Linked DNA regions of Hordeum vulgare: region 2 is linked to region 1. The links are chromatin contacts, called in public Hi-C maps. All regions are on one chromosome and are shown on one strand. Each heading gives the region's core, a stretch centred on a gene start, on an enhancer-like site or on the middle of the called end of the contact. The rest is flanking DNA. Distances are from core to core; before and after follow the strand shown. Region 1 holds the start of LOC123440315 (beta-glucuronosyltransferase GlcAT14A-like). Region 2 holds the start of LOC123444530 (casein kinase 1-like protein HD16).

Region 1 (2,778 bases), core at 86-2,585:
TCCATGTTGCCACCGAAGCCGCCTCTCATGTTTCCGCCGAATGCACCATTCATGCCTCCTCCCATCATGTTCATGTAACCACCCATGGCACCTCCCATGCCTCCACCCTTGACAACAAAGCCCTCATCGTCCACATCAAGATTGTCATCATCATATTGGGTTTCATATTCTTATGACGCATACATGTAATCATCATTTGCCACATTTGTCGCGTGCATGAAAGCTTCATCATCAAGACTACAAAAGGACGCACAAACAATCAAAAACACATACAATTTGAAACAACAAACGAGAGGACAACCAGAAAATTTATACACTTGCGACATTTCGTCGAACATGTTGGAGGCGGTGGCCGTCGGCGTGGCCACATCGTCCTCCACAGCCGGCGGTGGCGGCGGGGGAGGTTGAGGAATGGATGTAGGGCTGCTGGAGGAGGCCGCCGACCGCATCGGCTGCGATTCTTCACCCCGAGCCGCCGCGGCCGCCTTGGAGAGCTTCATCGGGCGTGTAGAACTGTCGGTCGGGTTGCGACTGCGGTTGGCCGCCCGTTTTCCGCCTCTTCGTCCCTTCGTCGGCTTCCCTGCCGACGCGGTGGCCACCGGCCGAGGCGACGCTAATCCGGGCCGACGGGCGGGGGGCGGCGGCATGGCAGCGGTTGCGGGCGAGATGGCAGCGACGGCAACGGTGGCGGCCACGTGGGTCAGCCCACCGGCTGCGGCGGCGGCGGAGAAGGCGACGGGGTCGTCGCCTTCGGCCATGGCGGCGCCGGACAGCTAGGGGCGGTGGCGGCCGGGCGGGAAGCGGGCGGGCAGACGCGGGCGGGAGGGCGGGGAGGAAAATGAAGTGGCGGTTGGGCGTTCGCGGGCGGCAACTGGTTTTGGACCAGATGCACCTCGTGATGTAAATTTGCACCGCGAGGTGTTGCGTTTTACATCACGAGAAGGCCACGGTCTAATTTTTTTTTACATATGAATCGTCTGCTGGAGAAGCTTTTTTTGCCTCGGACAGTCCAAAAGTTAGGTATTTTTACATTTGGACCGTTTATTAGAAATGCTGTGATGTGCAACGCGCTAGCTGCCTCTTCTCCTACGACTGCCGTGTGTACGCAAACCCACCTTGATCGTGCACGCGCGACGGCCGGCCGCTATCTAGACGTCGACATGCCTATCCTCCATGCATCGGCTATCAATGATTGAGATGCTGGGCCGCTCGGCGACATGCCCGCCCGGCCTGCCGGCTCGCGCCTCCTTGGAAGCACGTCCTCTCCTTTGTTATTCATAGATCGACCATACATACATACAGTTCATGTTAATTTCCATACCATATCTCACAACAATATAGAACAAGAGACCAAGGGAACAGATAGAAACCAAGAAATCAAGAGGAGATATCTTCTCCGTCCATGTCCATTTTAATTAATCATCGGCACTTCCCGGTGGCGTCAGTGCTTATGTGCTGCCTCTCCATGATCGATCCCAACCTAACACAAGCGTTGACACCAAGAAGCCAAAGAGGGCTGCTACTAGTACGGGACCGCCGGTGACCATTCCACCGGCACACGCACGGCCGCGAGAGGGTCTGATCGAATACACGCAATGCCTCGCGCTTCCTGGCTGCTGACGTGCTCTCCGTGCGCCGGGCTCGCTTCGCTGGCCGCGCTCACCACCGGCCTGCTGCTCCTCGCCTACGCGTCGAGCTCCTTCCTCAGGCATGCGGCGTATGGGTACGACGACCCCTACAGCCCGGACGCCGCCGACGCGGCGTCCACGGCGCTGCCGCCGACCATCCCAAGGCGCGGGGCCGGGTACCCGCCGGTGCTCGCGTACTACATCTCCGGCGGGCACGGCGACTCCGTCAGGATGACGCGGCTGCTCAAGGCCGTGTACCACCCGAGGAACCGGTACCTGCTACACCTAGACGCCGGCGCGGGCGCGTACGAGCGGGCGAGGCTGGCCGGCTACGTCAGGTCGGAGCAGCCGTTCCTCGAGTACGGGAACGTGCACGTCGTCGGCAAGGGGAGCCCCGTCGACGGCCGCGGCCCGTCCGCCGTCGCCGCCGTGCTGCGCGGCGCCTCCGTTCTCATCAGGCTTGGCGCCGACTGGGACTGGCTCGTCACGCTCGCCGCCACGGACTACCCGCTCTTATCGCAGGATGGTGAGCTGCAACCCGTCACGTCTCGTCATTTTCCCTACTCCGGTTGATGATCTCTTCATGTCACTGACAAAACCAATTGTACCGTACAACGCGCAGACCTTCTCCACGCCTTCTCCACCGTGCCGAGGAACCTCAACTTCATCGACCACAGGATGGACTCCGAGACGGCGCCGGTGGTCGTCCTGGACCAGAATCTCCTCCAGAACACCAACGCCGAGATCTCCGTCTCGTCGGGGCACCGTCCGAAGCCTGACGCGTTCGAGCTCTTCAAAGGCTCTCCATGGACGATACTGACCCGGGCCTTCGTGGAGCACTGCGTGGTGGCTCCAGACAACCTCCCGAGGACGCTGCTCATGTACTTCAGCAATGCCCTCAACCCCATGGAGTTCTACTTCCAGACGGTCATGGCCAACTCGGCGCACTACAAGAACAGCACCGTCAACCACACCTTCCGGATCGCCGTCCCGGACGCAGCGCTGCCTCACTCGTCGAGGTACGATGCCGTGGTGAGCAGCGGCGCGGCCTTCGCCGGCCGATTCGGTGACGACGGCGACGAGGCGCTGCTGCAGAGGATAGACGAGGAGCTGCTCAGGCGGCCGCTCGACGGCGTCACGCCGGGACAGT
Region 2 (2,778 bases), core at 174-2,673, 370 kb before region 1:
ATGACACCACAAGGAGAGCAGCAAATCAAAACACACAAAATAGTATGAGCCATAGTGCATTTGAACAAATACCTTCTCTGGGACTGGAGATGCATCATCTTCACCACCACCGATCTTCTCAGGACTCACGCCATCCATCTTCACAACCTTATCAGCAAATTCCTCGATGCGCTGTGGACCACCCACAGCACCTCCACCAACAGCAGCTCCAGGAAGAACACCAAAAGGCTGGTCTGGATCCAAGTCAATCACAGGAACACCTCTCCCTCTTCCTCCTGCCCTTCCCCTCCCTGATCCTCGGCCTCCACCTCTCCCACCCCTTCCTCTTCCGCGTCTTCCTGCCACCGTAGGCGCTGTCACTGCCAAGTTCTCTGCCGGGTCCTGTACGTCGGGATCCTCAGCCTTCCTCGACTTCAACCGAGATTGTCGAACTCCACTACGCAACTCTGGCATCCTTTCTCCCCATGCACTTCCTACCACATACTAATCTGCCACTCGAAATCAACAACAGCATGGGTTAGCACAAACATACTACATTCTACCAGCGAGCAATCAAACACAACTTACTGCTTAAAACATGAAATCCCACATCCAGGATAAAAAATATTTATCAAGCCTGTAGAAAAACGGTTCTCCTTTCTACTACTCCATAGCCACCCAAAACAGCTGCACAAGGTCACGGCCCTTGTTTCTTCCCCGGCCGCAAATCTAACACCACGAACTACGACATAGATTCGGCCACCAATGTTCCAAAACAGTACTCATCCCCAAATCCTATCCTGATCTCTTCGACACAGATTTCCCTCACCAGAACCGATCAAAACCTAGGCGCAACACCCACATACGCGTCGCCGCGTCATCGGGACCCGTCCGATCATCCCGGAAAACCGTGGCCCAAGCCAGCCGCCGCCACAGGGACACGCGCAGCAACCCAAATTTGCGCCACGGAAACAGGGAGATCGGCGGGCGCGGGAACGACCCCCGCGCGATCGGACGCGATGGACTGGAAGATCGGACTCCCAGGAGGCGATCGCCCGCGGCCGCGGCCGCCGCAGCCGCCGACACGGGAGGCAATCGACGACGCACGCGGCACCGGGCGATCGGAGAGAGGGGAAGAAGACGGGGACGGGAAGGGCACGGAGTGCGGGACTCGGCGCTCACCTTGGGGGTGGAGACCGTGCGGCGGCGGCGGCGGCGAAGAGGAGGCGGCGGGGAGAGGGGGAGGTTGGTGTTTGGTGCCCCGCAGAGGCGCACACACATACACGCACGCCGCTGTGGCTGTCTGGACTGGAAGGGAGAGGAGGAGGCTTTGGCTTTTTGAAGCCTTCGCCTTCGCCTTCGCGTTTTGCGTTCTTTCTTTTTTTTTTCGTCCCAAAAAATTGTTTTCCTCTGTCAGTCGCTTGGATGGGAGGCAGGGGCTGAATGCTCATGCGTGCGTGCTCGCTCCGGCTGGATTTAAGGGACAGGATTAGCCTCGGGGGAGTCATGGATAACGTGGTTTGCCCGGTGGGCCCGGCAGGTGTCTACTACCAGCATGAGCGAGATTTTTCGCTTATGAGTTTTTCTTATAATATCTTTATCTTTACCTATTAATAAAGCAAATATAGCTTCTGTCGTCCGTTATAAAAAATACCCCTAAAATTTGCGTGAATTACCTCTTGTGCCACCAGTAAGTGAAAACACCGATTCGTTAGCTCTTCTATTTAATTCAAGACCGCAGTCCCGCTACCTCATTACAAGCAGATGGTCTGTGCTCTAGGTTCCACCCTAGAGACCACGGTTCGAATCCTCCTTCTCCCACCTTTTCTCACTCGGCGGGCCCAGCCTTTAGCTTTTTTTTCTTCTTTTTTCAGTTCTTCTATGTTTTTTTCTTTTTTTTCTTTTTTGGCATAAACTTTACAAAAATATTAATCATGGATTTAAGAAATGTCAAACTTATAAACAAAAAAGTTCCAATGTACAGTACGTAGGGATCATAAATAGTATACTTTTCTTTTATTTTGAAAATATTGATCATGTATTTAAAAAACTTTAAATGTGCATAGAAAATGTTTTTGATGTATAAGTATACAAAAATAAACAATGTGTATGGAACAAAGTAGACATAAAAATATATAAATTTTTGAAAATGTTAATCGTGTATTTGGAAAATGTCAAACATGTATATAAAAAATGTTCATGATGCATAAAAAACATGTAGGCTGTATAAAAAAAGTTGACATCAAAACTAAATATGTTTTAAAAATGTTAACCATGAAATTGAAAATATCAAACGTGTATATATAAAATGTTTCTGATGTCACCCGCAAAAAAAATGTTTCTAATGTACTCTCTGCGTCCTAAAATAATTGTCTCAACTTTGTACTAGCTTTAATACAAAGTTGTACTAAGTTTGTAAACGAGGAAGTATAAAAAACTGAGCAATGATGCATTGATGCTTATACAAACTTTATGTAAACCAATGGCTTAGATTTGATTTTTCATATTGTTTTAAACTGTTTTGCTAATGATTTTTTTTAAGTATATCGATGTTGATATGCAACCTTGAACATTTGGCATGCATGTACTTACAACTTGATTGTTTTCGATGGAGCTGTCTAATATGTTTGCAACCAAATTAAGACAACCTTGAACATTATATCAGCAAGACAAAAATAGTGCTCTTATGCATATGCTATCATTAATTAATAAAACATACTTCACTATTTTCATCGTAATGGAAATATTTGTGGGCATCACCGAGGAGGAGAAAGACCATGCAACTTGAAACATCAAGTA

Evidence for each region. A called contact is a pair of places that touch in the nucleus more often than the background predicts.
Region 2: a contact with region 1 is called in a Hi-C map of leaf, with 4 times the contacts expected there. The contact joins the promoter of LOC123444530 here to the promoter of LOC123440315 in region 1. A contact is called at or near these places in 1 of 6 Hi-C or Micro-C datasets (leaf) and 1 of 1 datasets of contacts at active chromatin or transcription factors (embryo).

The regions. Positions count from the first base shown.
Region 1 is chr3H:505,313,131-505,315,908 of MorexV3_pseudomolecules_assembly, reverse strand. It overlaps LOC123440315 (beta-glucuronosyltransferase GlcAT14A-like), which reads left to right and starts at 1,335. Exons shown (of 2, transcript XM_045116889.1): 1 at 1,335-2,154; 2 at 2,251-2,778. The coding sequence starts at 1,596.
Region 2 is chr3H:505,685,917-505,688,694 of MorexV3_pseudomolecules_assembly, reverse strand. It overlaps LOC123444530 (casein kinase 1-like protein HD16), which reads right to left and starts at 1,423. Exons shown (of 18, transcript XM_045121270.1): 1 at 1,162-1,423; 2 at 73-488. The coding sequence starts at 453.